Linked DNA regions of Gossypium hirsutum: region 1 is linked to region 2. A link is a contact called in public Hi-C data. All regions are on one chromosome and are shown on one strand. Each heading gives the region's core, a stretch centred on a gene start, on an enhancer-like site or on the middle of the called end of the contact. The rest is flanking DNA. Distances are from core to core; before and after follow the strand shown.

Region 1 (5,500 bases), core at 670-3,169, 300 kb before region 2:
GTATTTCTAGGAAAAATTCATGCCAACATTAAGGGACGAAGTCAAAATTTTATTTTAGGAGGGGTCGAAATTAAATTGTAATTTTTACGATAGTAAAAATGTAATCTCACCATTTTAATAGCATATATCTCTATAGTTTTTAAAGGATTAAATAAATTTTTTATCATTTTTAAAGGACCTAGATAGAAAATTTTTCATTTTAGGGGGGTCGGGTCCCTGTCAATCCCCTAACTATGCCCCTGTCAACACTTTAATTAGAACAATTAACGGTGTTAATTAACTATTTGGATTAACTAATTATTTTATAGAAGTAGATTTCCAAATCAATATTTTCAGGTTGAATCGATAATTAATAGTTCAACCAGTTCGATCAGTTAATATATAATACAGAATAAAGAGAACCATTGTGATTTAATTAAAATCGAAACTGGCTTAAGAACATATGAATAGTTGTTTTGGGTGATTTTGTACCATATTTATTGACCAAAGGTTAGAATTTGCATTTATTAATTTCTCTAGAATTTTTTGAATTTTTTAATCATTATTTAACGTATTGAATTAGGAACCAATTGTCTAACTTATTTAACCATAATCTAATTCTTATAACATTAAACTAATTTATACTAAATTAAAGTATATGAACTGAACTGCAAATTTAAGCATAGTAGAGGGACCAAAATAAAAATTTGACCTAATAAAAATGTGTTAAAGAAGAATTTCCAGGCAATAGACAATGACTCGGATACCATTTTGAACACATGGCAAACGTTGAATGGCTAGAAAATACATATAATTAGTGGTCCATCATGGCTTAAACTAAAGACACTTATTCCCCATCCATGATCCTAGTTGTCATCCACCCACCTATTTTTAAGCAAATCATAGGGAAGGGACCCCCTTCCTTCTACGTCATTTCCATGGGAAACAAAATCATTCTACATACTTTTTCTCACATAAAACCAAATCAAAACCCCTTCCTTTTTTTCCTCATTTATTATTCTTTGGGTTAATATAAATTTTAGTCCCTGAACTCGACAATTAAGTCAATTTTGATACTTATATTTTTTTGGTCCATGTTAAAATCTAAACTTAAGAACTAGGTCCATTTTGGTCTTTGAACTCGGATTCCATCATAATTTGATGACATGGCACTCCAATATTGTGCCACATCATCACCTAAAATTTAATAAATAAATTTTAGGTGATGACATGGCACAATCTCGAAATGCCACATCATCGAACTTTTACTTTTTGCTAAGTTCAAGGGCCAAAAATGGCATGGTTATCTGAACTGGACCTAATTGGTCGGTTGAGCCGATTGGACTAAGAACTAGTTGGGGTACTAATCCGAAGAAATCCTTTTAACCAATTAAGTTGGGAATCGATACGGATCGGTTAAATCAAGTGATTGAACCAAAATTTTTTATTTTTAATGTTTTTGTATGAATTTTTTAATGATTATTTAATCGAACTAGATAGATCGATCGAACTAGTCAAACCGATGACCTAACCAGTTCGACCACTAGTCCAATTTCGAAAGTCTTGCAAAATGGACCTAGTTGTTAAGTTTAGTTACCAAAGTGGATAACAAAAAAGTACATGTGCCAAAATGAACTTAATTTCCAAGTTTACGGACTAAAAGTTATATTAATCCATTTCTTTATTTATATAGTTTAGTTCCCTTTTGTTTGCTAAAACCCAAGAAAAGTTTTCAAATTCACCCTTCCCCAGAGGCACAAAACAAAAGCTTCCAAACATCCAGCTTTCATTGTATTTTGCTAAGCTGTCACCAGCTTTCCTATTAGGCTCTCTCCCTCAGTTATTGCCTCACGCGTTACCCCCACCTCTCCATACCATCAAACCCCCCCCCCCCTTCTTTCATTTCCCTATATAAATACACCCTCTCTTTGAAAAATATCCACAAAACCCCTCTCTTCTTCTCTCTTTTTCTCATTCATTCTTTAGTTTCAATATCAAAGCAAAAATGGGTTCTTCTTGTAATGTTGTTTCAATGGCCTTACTGGCTTGTTTGGTGTTGAACTCCTTGGTTTTTGTTGCCCACGGTGGTGACTTTTACCAGGATTTCGACCTAACATGGGGTGACAGAAGAGGCAAGATTTTCAATGGTGGCAAGCTCTTGTCTTTGTCTTTAGACAGGGTTTCAGGGTCTGGTTTTCAATCTAAGAAAGAGTATTTGTTTGGAAGGATCGATATGCAACTCAAGCTTGTTGCTGGCAACTCAGCTGGCACTGTCACTGCTTATTATGTATGTTAAACATATAGTACTTCATTATTTTGAATAGGCTAGTTGATATGCGATCATCCACTTAGATTATACTTTACATTCGATACATATGTTTAATAATAAAAATAGATAAAATTTTAAAAATAATGACTAGTTTAATTTTTAATTTAACGTAAATATATTTATTTTTTAATAAAAGAGATTACTTTTAATAACAAAACTTCCATACACACAGATAATGACAATAGAATTTGTATGAACAAAAAGAATAGGAAAGAGTATTGATTCACAAGAATGAACTTATTATTTTGCTTTTTAACCAATTATTTTGGTTTTGAACCATCCCTATCTTTATGACCTTTTTCATGCTACATACATATAGAATGTGTTACAAAGCTTTTATGTTACATTTTAGAAGTGTTTTTAATGTATTTTTTGTGTATGTTTTGCAGCTGTCATCTCAAGGGCCAACCCATGATGAGATAGACTTTGAATTCTTAGGGAATCTGAGCGGTGACCCTTACATTTTACACACCAATGTCTTTACACAAGGCAAAGGCAACAGAGAACAACAGTTCTATCTTTGGTTTGACCCTACAAGAAACTTCCACACCTATTCCATCATTTGGAAACCCCAACACATCATGTAAGAACCCATCAAATAATGCCTGCTACTTTGTCTTTTGCCTTAATAACATTAGCTACTTTTTGTTTTTTATTCTCAGTTTCTTGGTGGATAACACCCCCATTAGAGTCTTCAAAAATGCTGAATCCATTGGTGTACCATTCCCCAAGAGCCAACCCATGAGGATTTACTCTAGTTTATGGAATGCTGATGATTGGGCCACAAGGGGTGGATTAGTGAAAACTGATTGGGCAAAAGCACCTTTCACAGCTTATTACAGGAACTTCAATGCCAATGCTTGTGTCTGGTCAGGAACAAGTTCATCATGTGCTAAAACTAACTCGGTCTCCGCCGGTGCATGGGAAACAAACGAACTTGATGCACCAGGAAGAAGAAGATTAAGATGGGTTCAAAAATATTTCATGATTTATAACTATTGCACTGATTTGAAACGTTTCCCTCAAGGTGTTCCACCAGAGTGTAAACGCCCAAGGTTCTAAAATCAAACCTGTTCCACCAGAGTGTAAACGCCCAGGGTTCTAAAATCAAACCTCTCCTCTTTTCCATGTAATATATTCTTTTTTTCACTACTTTCTTACTATGTATTCAAGTTGAATAAGTTATTATTATTATTATTATTCTTTTTATGTATTTTTATTTCTCTTTGTTGCTTCTTAAATCATCTTGAAAATAGATGTAAATTCCCTGTTTCTGATAATAAAATTTTCCTCTTTTTGAGTATTTAATATTCATTCAACTTCAAAGTAATTCTTCCCCTACCACAGAGGTAATCTCCTTTCAAGATAAATTGAATGACATAGAAATTATTAAGATATTTTTAATATGATGCAGTGCTTTCATACAATCTGTTTCTAACAACTCATCACAATAATCATATTCTCAAATTTGCTCAACACAATCGCCTCGCCTCATAAACACGAGCCAGATGCATCCGGATTGTAATCTAAAAACATTAATAGCCGACTGAAATGTAGATTGAAATGCTTTAGGAAGGAAAAAAGAAACTCCACTTTTTTAATCTAAATTTTAATTTTACCAATTTTTAAGTTGATTTCTGGTTTCGATTTCTTGTTGGAACAATAAATGTAATTCAATAATCTTTATATCAGCAAGTGGGAATTAATGACAAATTTTAAAAATGAGTACCAAGATTTTTTATTTAATAATAATATAATTTTTTTTCTTAGTAATTATGGGGCAGAAGGTCGTACGAATTATGGGGCAAATTTATGGAACTAAAGAGCTTTTGTTTTTATGTGTGTCAAAGGATAAGGCTTTCCTGTCCTGAGGGAAGTGAAATAGGATCACGATGCAATGCATGCACCAGTTTTCACCAACTTTATTATTATTAAATTAGGGGTAAATTATCATTTAGTCTCTAAATTTAATACTTTCTTCATCTTGATCCTTGATCATTAATTTCCTATTTTGGACGATTTTTTTAATTTGATTTTTGAAATGGCATGTCACTCTAATATCATACACATTATCACTCTAAAATTTCCAATTGATGATATGTTAGAATCTTATGTATTATATTTTAATAGAATCTAAATACAAGGACTAATTTTGAAAAAGAAATTGTCAAATTTCGAAATTAATCCCAAAAAAATAAAGATATTATTAAATGATAAGGAAAGGGGCTTCACCGAGTTCCAGACTGTGAAACTGCAGCTACAGTCCAAAAATTATAGGATAAGCCTAGAAAAATAGCCATCACATCACGTGAAGAAGGGGTGGTGTGACTCTTTTTATAAATTTTTGTATACCAATTTAGTTTTTTAAAGTCTTGTTATAAAATCAATTATATTTTTACTCTTATTTTAGAAAATAAATTAATTAATTTTCATATATTAGAATAAAAAGTAAATTAATTTTTTGTTAAAGTTTTTATGTATTTTGACGAAAAAATTGGTGCCATGTGTTCTATATGTTGACATATGTTGACTGGTTTTTAATAGTAGAAATAGATGAATTTTTTAATATAATGATCAGTTTGTTCTTTGATCTAAAGTATAAAAATTAATTTATTATCTAATACAATCTAACTCCTAGTACAAAGGTCTCAATAATACTTTTACTTGTTTTTTGGGTCCGTTTTATCATTCTTGAAAACTAATCCTTAATGTCATCTTTTGGGTCCGTTTTAGTACTTGAATTTATAATTAGATTCATTTTAATTCTTAAATTTAAAAATATAAAAATTTGATAATATGTTAATATTATATCATATTATCACTTGAAAATTAAAATTTTAAATAATGATGTGATACAATTGTTAGATATAACAATAACTAAATAAATAATTAAAAATTCATAAAATTTTTAAAGAATAAAAAATTATTAAATTGGTTCAATTACTGATTTTTATCCTAGTTTCAAAGTGATTTTTAATTCAATTAATTCAACCACTTTGTTCGAACTAATATATCAACAATCGATGTTCGATCTAATTAATCCAACAGATCAATTCAACCATGTTCTAATAACACTAATCATATCATTAAATCTTAACGGGATCCAAGTTCAAACACCAACAATTATATTATTCCCATGTAAAATAGTCTTATTTTCCCAATCAATTTTTGGGTGCTGCCCATTGTTTTAAA
Region 2 (5,445 bases), core at 1,284-3,783:
AAACTTGTCCTGATGAGGAGACATACCTAGACTTACTCTTGGTTTCCTTCTCTTCAGTAACAAGTCCATCAGCTTTTAGCTTCCTACTTATTTCTGCAGCTCTTGCTGCAGCTAATTCTGTTGCAGACTTCATGCTTGCAGCTCGGTTAGCTGCCTGCTGAGCAGTCAATGTTTGTTGCATAAGCAAAGCCTGTTGGAATTGCATCTGTTGCATGGCAACAGCTTGCTGCATCACCAAAGGTAGAGATGAAGAAGTCAAGGATGAAATAGCAGGTTTCGGAGGAAGTGTTTTGGCCATTTCCACATTTAATGGTCGACCACCAATATCCATATTGTTCAATGCCAAAGCAGCCGTTGCTTCCTCTGGTTTTGAATATTCTATGTATGCAAAATGCTTTGAATCAGTGATTGTACACTCAACAACTGTACCACAGAAGCTAAAAAGCTGCTTCAACTGTTCCACTGTGAGAAGTGGGTTAAGATTGCTAACTTGTAGGGTTTTTTTCAATGCATCAGCCTTTGCAGCTTTGTCAGGAGAGTCTGACAAGGAGCAGATAACAGTGAGGTTGGACACTTAGCTAAAAGGGAAATATATAGGACTTGGAAAGTAAATTAAAGAAACGACAGTAGTGGAAAGCAAGATAGTATAAACAGTACCAGATGAATCTTTGGTTGACTGAGTTTGTGATTGCACCTGAGCAGCATGAGCTTGAAGGGCCTGAGCAGCAACAATAGCCTGAGCAGCAGCCATTGCAGCTGCAGAAGGTGCCATAGGAACCTGACTGAGAGTTCCCATGCTGGTTGTTGCTGCCAAAGCAGTCATCAGCAAATTGTGGGGAGGATGGTTCAATTTGCAATCAGTTTTAGCACAACGGCCATTGAGGTATTCTCGACAAACTTCCCCAAGAGATGCCCCCATTCCTGGTAAAATAGCACCACCTGAAGCACCAGAAACAATGCCTGGGATCATACCCAACAAGCCGGGGAAAGCTCCAGAAACAGATCCTGTGTAGTTTGGCATGTTGGGCATTGTTTGATTTACTAGATTTGGATATGTGGATGCAGGCGCCACCCCTAGTACAGCTCCAGTAGAAGTACCTGCATTACAACAAATTCAACATCTGCACCATGAGCGCTAAGAATGCAATCAAAAGCTATGCCCGAAAGTGAAGTCAAACATCTCAACACTAAGCAATAACAGAAATTCAACAGCAAGTTAGATGGCAGTGGGCAAAATTATATGAAGGTGAATCACATCAGGAACTTTTCTCATTCCAAATTGTGAGACTTCTTCACAACGAACAAGGTAAATAATACTATTTCAACTACTTGGACATTAAGAAATTTACATTATATAGGACAATCAAATAGGGTTAACGAATATAGAAAAATCTACATGACAAGTGATAGCAAAAGATACAACTAAAAACGAATAGACGTAGCCTTAACAATGTTACCTGCACTAAAGAACACTGGGAATGGGCTGCCCATGATGGGTTTCCCATTGCACTCAATGTTCACCATATAGTTCCCTCTCTTGGGCACCACATAAGTCACCGTGTAAGTCCCATCTCCCATATCCTTCACAATGCCCTCCTGTTCCGCACCCCCAACACCCACACCTGGCGAAACTTTCACCTTAATCTGCGCACCTCCACTCTGCACTTTCCTCCCATCTGCATCCTTTGTTACCACCATAAAGGTGGATGCTGCGCATGCTGTGCCACCAGCTATTCCTGGTCCTGCTGCCATGCACTTAGCAGGATCCACAGGTCCAACCGGTTTGTCCACCAAGTCATTGGTGTCCTCAGACTCACTATCCGATGAAGCTGCTACCACCTCCTTGTTACGGCCCTTATCAACATCTTTGAATGTGGCTTCGAAAGCCGCTTTAGCAGCAGCAGCTTTTTCAGCCTCACTTTTCAGCTTGGCCTCTTCAGCTTGTTTCATCCATATAGGCTTTGGAGCAGCTGAGGTCCGATCCGCCATCAAATTTTAAAAAAACCTAAAGATCTAAAAGTCAAAAAAATAAAATTAGCAATTACCCAAATTCTAAAATCTAAAAATACCAATTCCACTTCAATTATTGGAAAAAAAAAGCGATCTGATGTACTTCAATAATCCTAGAAAACTCCAAAACTAAAAACTATACCAATTTCAATTTGCAATTCGAATGCAACCCTAGAAAGAGAACCTACCGAATAGGTGAAGCAAAACCTTAAATTCGAAGCAAAAAAGGGAGAAAAATACGTTAAAGTTAAGCATTTGAGATTCCATTTTTCATAATTTGATAACTTTTGGAGTCCCTAAGACTATGTTTGGATGCAAAGAAAATTAAGGAAAATGTAAGAAAATATATATATATAAAAAAAAAAGAAGAAGGAAAGGGGCATTACCTTATGCTGCAATTTTGGGATCCGACGGCGAAGTCGGGCGGATAATGAATATGTGTACATATATAGGGCTGAAAGCGATGTGCTGGGGGCAAAAGCGGGATTTAATTATAAACCTTTCGAATAAACAATAAAATTTGGTCAAATTTTGGATTGGGTCCGTCTATTATGTAAACATTTGGCTTGATTATTTGCTTATGTCAAATTATAAAGTAAAAATTTAAAAATGAAAATATACTCTAGGTTCTCATAACTTATGCCATTGTTTGTATTGTTAGATTAAATAAATCATCAAAAACCTATCAAATAAAATAAAAAATTGATTCAATCAGTTTTTAGCCTAGTTCAACTGACCCATACCAATTCACAGGTCAACCAGTTTGATGCTTCTTTAGACCGATGTTCTAGTCAGTCCAGTCCAATTTAAACAATCATGACTTTAAAGTTCTACACTTTGTATATATAAAATTTAGTGCAATTTATGTTAAAAATTAAAATGTAAAAATTAAATCTCAAATTTAAACGTATCAAAAATACCATAATTGAAAATGATCCATTTTTTCATAAAATGCAAAAATAATGATAATAATAATAATAAAAGGAGCTGATGGGAATGTGTCATGTGAACCTTCCTTTAATAACTGAATTAACTAACACATTAGATTTATTGGTTTGATTAAATCGATTTAAGATCCAAATAAATGTTAAGTCAATCGATTGTCGATTAATGAATTCTATAATCGAATAGAATGATTTAACCAAATTTAATTCATATTATTTCTAGTTATTTTAAATATGTAATAATATATAATATAATTTAAATTAATTCAACCTAATTATTCGACTAAAAAAATAAAAGTCATTTGGGCGAATATAAGATTAATTTAATTAGATCGATAAGTGATTGATTAATTGATTATATTTAAAGGTGGTGAGTTAAATCGATTAAATTATAAAAGGTGATTGAATTATACAAAAAATCTTAATGACGTGGACAAGCTCTTTTTTTGTGTGTGAATTATAATAACAGAGCAAAACTCGAACAACAAACGCAACTAGTGGAATTCGAACTCAGATCACACCTGAGATAGTAAACACCCTTGACAATTAGACCATCACATGAGGTCCAAATAAGCTCTTTTTTAATTCCTTATGTTAGCATAAATTTTATTTTGTTGGAAGTGGTGTTTTCAGAAAATTTTGTCATTAAGTTAATTGAAATAGTTAACGAATAATTATTTAAACTAATTAATGATATTTTAAAAATAAATTGAATAGATTATGCTAAATTAAAATCCAAAATTTAAATTTTAAATTTGAGTATAATAAAAGGATAAAAAATAAATGAAAGGAGGATCAATGGATTATTCATGTAAGGATCAAAATTTTCAAAATAGTCATATAAATACTTATCATGTACAAAAGTGCTTAAATAAAAGGCTTCTCAAATACTGTATATCATGTTTCAAATTATGTTTTTTTTTCTTTTCATTTTAATCAATATCTAATTCAACTATCACGTGTTTTATTTTAAACACGTCAACATTCACCTAATTTTTACTACAAACCAGGTTAAAAGTGTGTAAAAAGCCCTTATTTGAGCATTTCTGTCAAAATCGAACCCTTATATGACTATTTTGAAAGATTTGATTTTTATATGAGTAATTCCTAAAAAGTTGAGCCCTAATTTAAACCTTTAAAATTTTTTTACCTCAATTAGGAGGAAAAACTAGGGATTTTTGTTTCCTTTAAAACGCAAAATGCCTTTTTTATCCTATTAATATTTGACCTAAGTTATTTTATACAAAAGGATATAATGAAAAAAATTTATTATAACCAATCAATTTATTGATTATGTCCAAATATAGAGAGATAAAAGACGTCATTCTATTAGAGTTTATGTCCAAAAAATATGACATAATTCGAGTTTATAAATACCTCGCATCAATTAGAAATAAAGAAATATTTTTACCTTGTTATAATCCATAAAACTAACAACAAGGGCTAAAAGGGGTGAAAAGTTTTTGGAGGAGCCTTGGCTCTCAAGATTTTAGAAAATTTCTATTATACCCTTTGAAATTCTTTGAAATTTCAATTAAATTCTCAAATTCATTAAAAACTTTAATTAGGTCTTTGAAAAGTTTTAAAAATTTTAATTAGACCCTTTAATATTTTTGAAAATATTCATTAGTCCTCACAAAATATTAAACCTTATTATTTTTGAAAATTCATATTAAATCCTAAAATTTTTAAAATTTTAAGTGAACTCCCAAAATTTAGTGGCACATTATACTACCAAGGACTACTGTGGATAAATTAAAAGGTTGGTACCACACTGTGCCTTCTAACTTTTTCAATATATTTAGTCAAAATACCTAATTACATTGAAAAAAAAATGATCATGTTGAAATGAGGGATCACTTATTAGAACTAAGGGGCTTCAAGCACAACATGATTCTTGACAAGAAGTTTGAATTGGCCAATTAGGAGAGATAAGGGCAAGTCCATAACCTTTACAATCTCTATGAGTGTTTTGACATGATCAATATATCTTTCGTGTCTGTTCTATATTTCAAAAAAATTAATCTCTTTAGAATTCATGGCTGCTTTTAATAGTGTTATTCTACGTTTTGAACCAGAGTTCTTTCACTGAAAGTGTAATGTACTTATTGGTAAGATTAGCATTTTTACTAAATAATCTAACGAGACAACTTTGTATTTTTGGGTGAGTTTGTAACCATTGCCATCTTGTAGTTGGAGATTGGCTCGATGATTTGAAAAATTCATTGATTTTACTTTAGACATGAATTTTTTTTTTAAGATTTAATAAATTTTCTAGTTTAGTTTTTGTATTTTTTAGATTTTCAAAATTTAATTCGTTCGTTTGTTTTTACTTTTAAGAATTTAGTCATGTAATTGTCTAATTTTAATAACATTATTAATTGATGTTTGTTATATGTAATATATGGTAAGTTCTTATTCGAAAATTAAAGCTGAATTAATAAAAGATATTCAAATTTAATGAAAGCTAATTAATTGGGTTATCAATTAG

Evidence for each region. Hi-C and Micro-C count contacts between places; a contact is called where the count stands out from the background.
Region 1: a Hi-C map of leaf shows a contact between it and region 2, with 2.2 times the contacts expected there. The contact joins the promoter of LOC107934480 here to the promoter of LOC107934462 in region 2. A contact is called at or near these places in 2 of 34 Hi-C or Micro-C datasets (both in leaf).

What each region holds. Positions count from the first base shown.
Region 1 is chrD02:2,561,822-2,567,321 of Gossypium_hirsutum_v2.1, forward strand. It overlaps LOC107934480 (xyloglucan endotransglucosylase/hydrolase 2), which reads left to right and starts at 1,920. Exons shown (of 3, transcript XM_016866921.2): 1 at 1,920-2,266; 2 at 2,698-2,891; 3 at 2,971-3,611. The coding sequence starts at 1,985. The coding sequence ends at 3,370.
Region 2 is chrD02:2,864,090-2,869,534 of Gossypium_hirsutum_v2.1, forward strand. LOC107934462 (serine/arginine repetitive matrix protein 2) reads right to left here and starts at 2,534. Exons shown (of 10, transcript XM_016866889.2): 1 at 2,397-2,534; 2 at 1,458-2,013; 3 at 658-1,098; 4 at 27-540. The coding sequence starts at 1,989.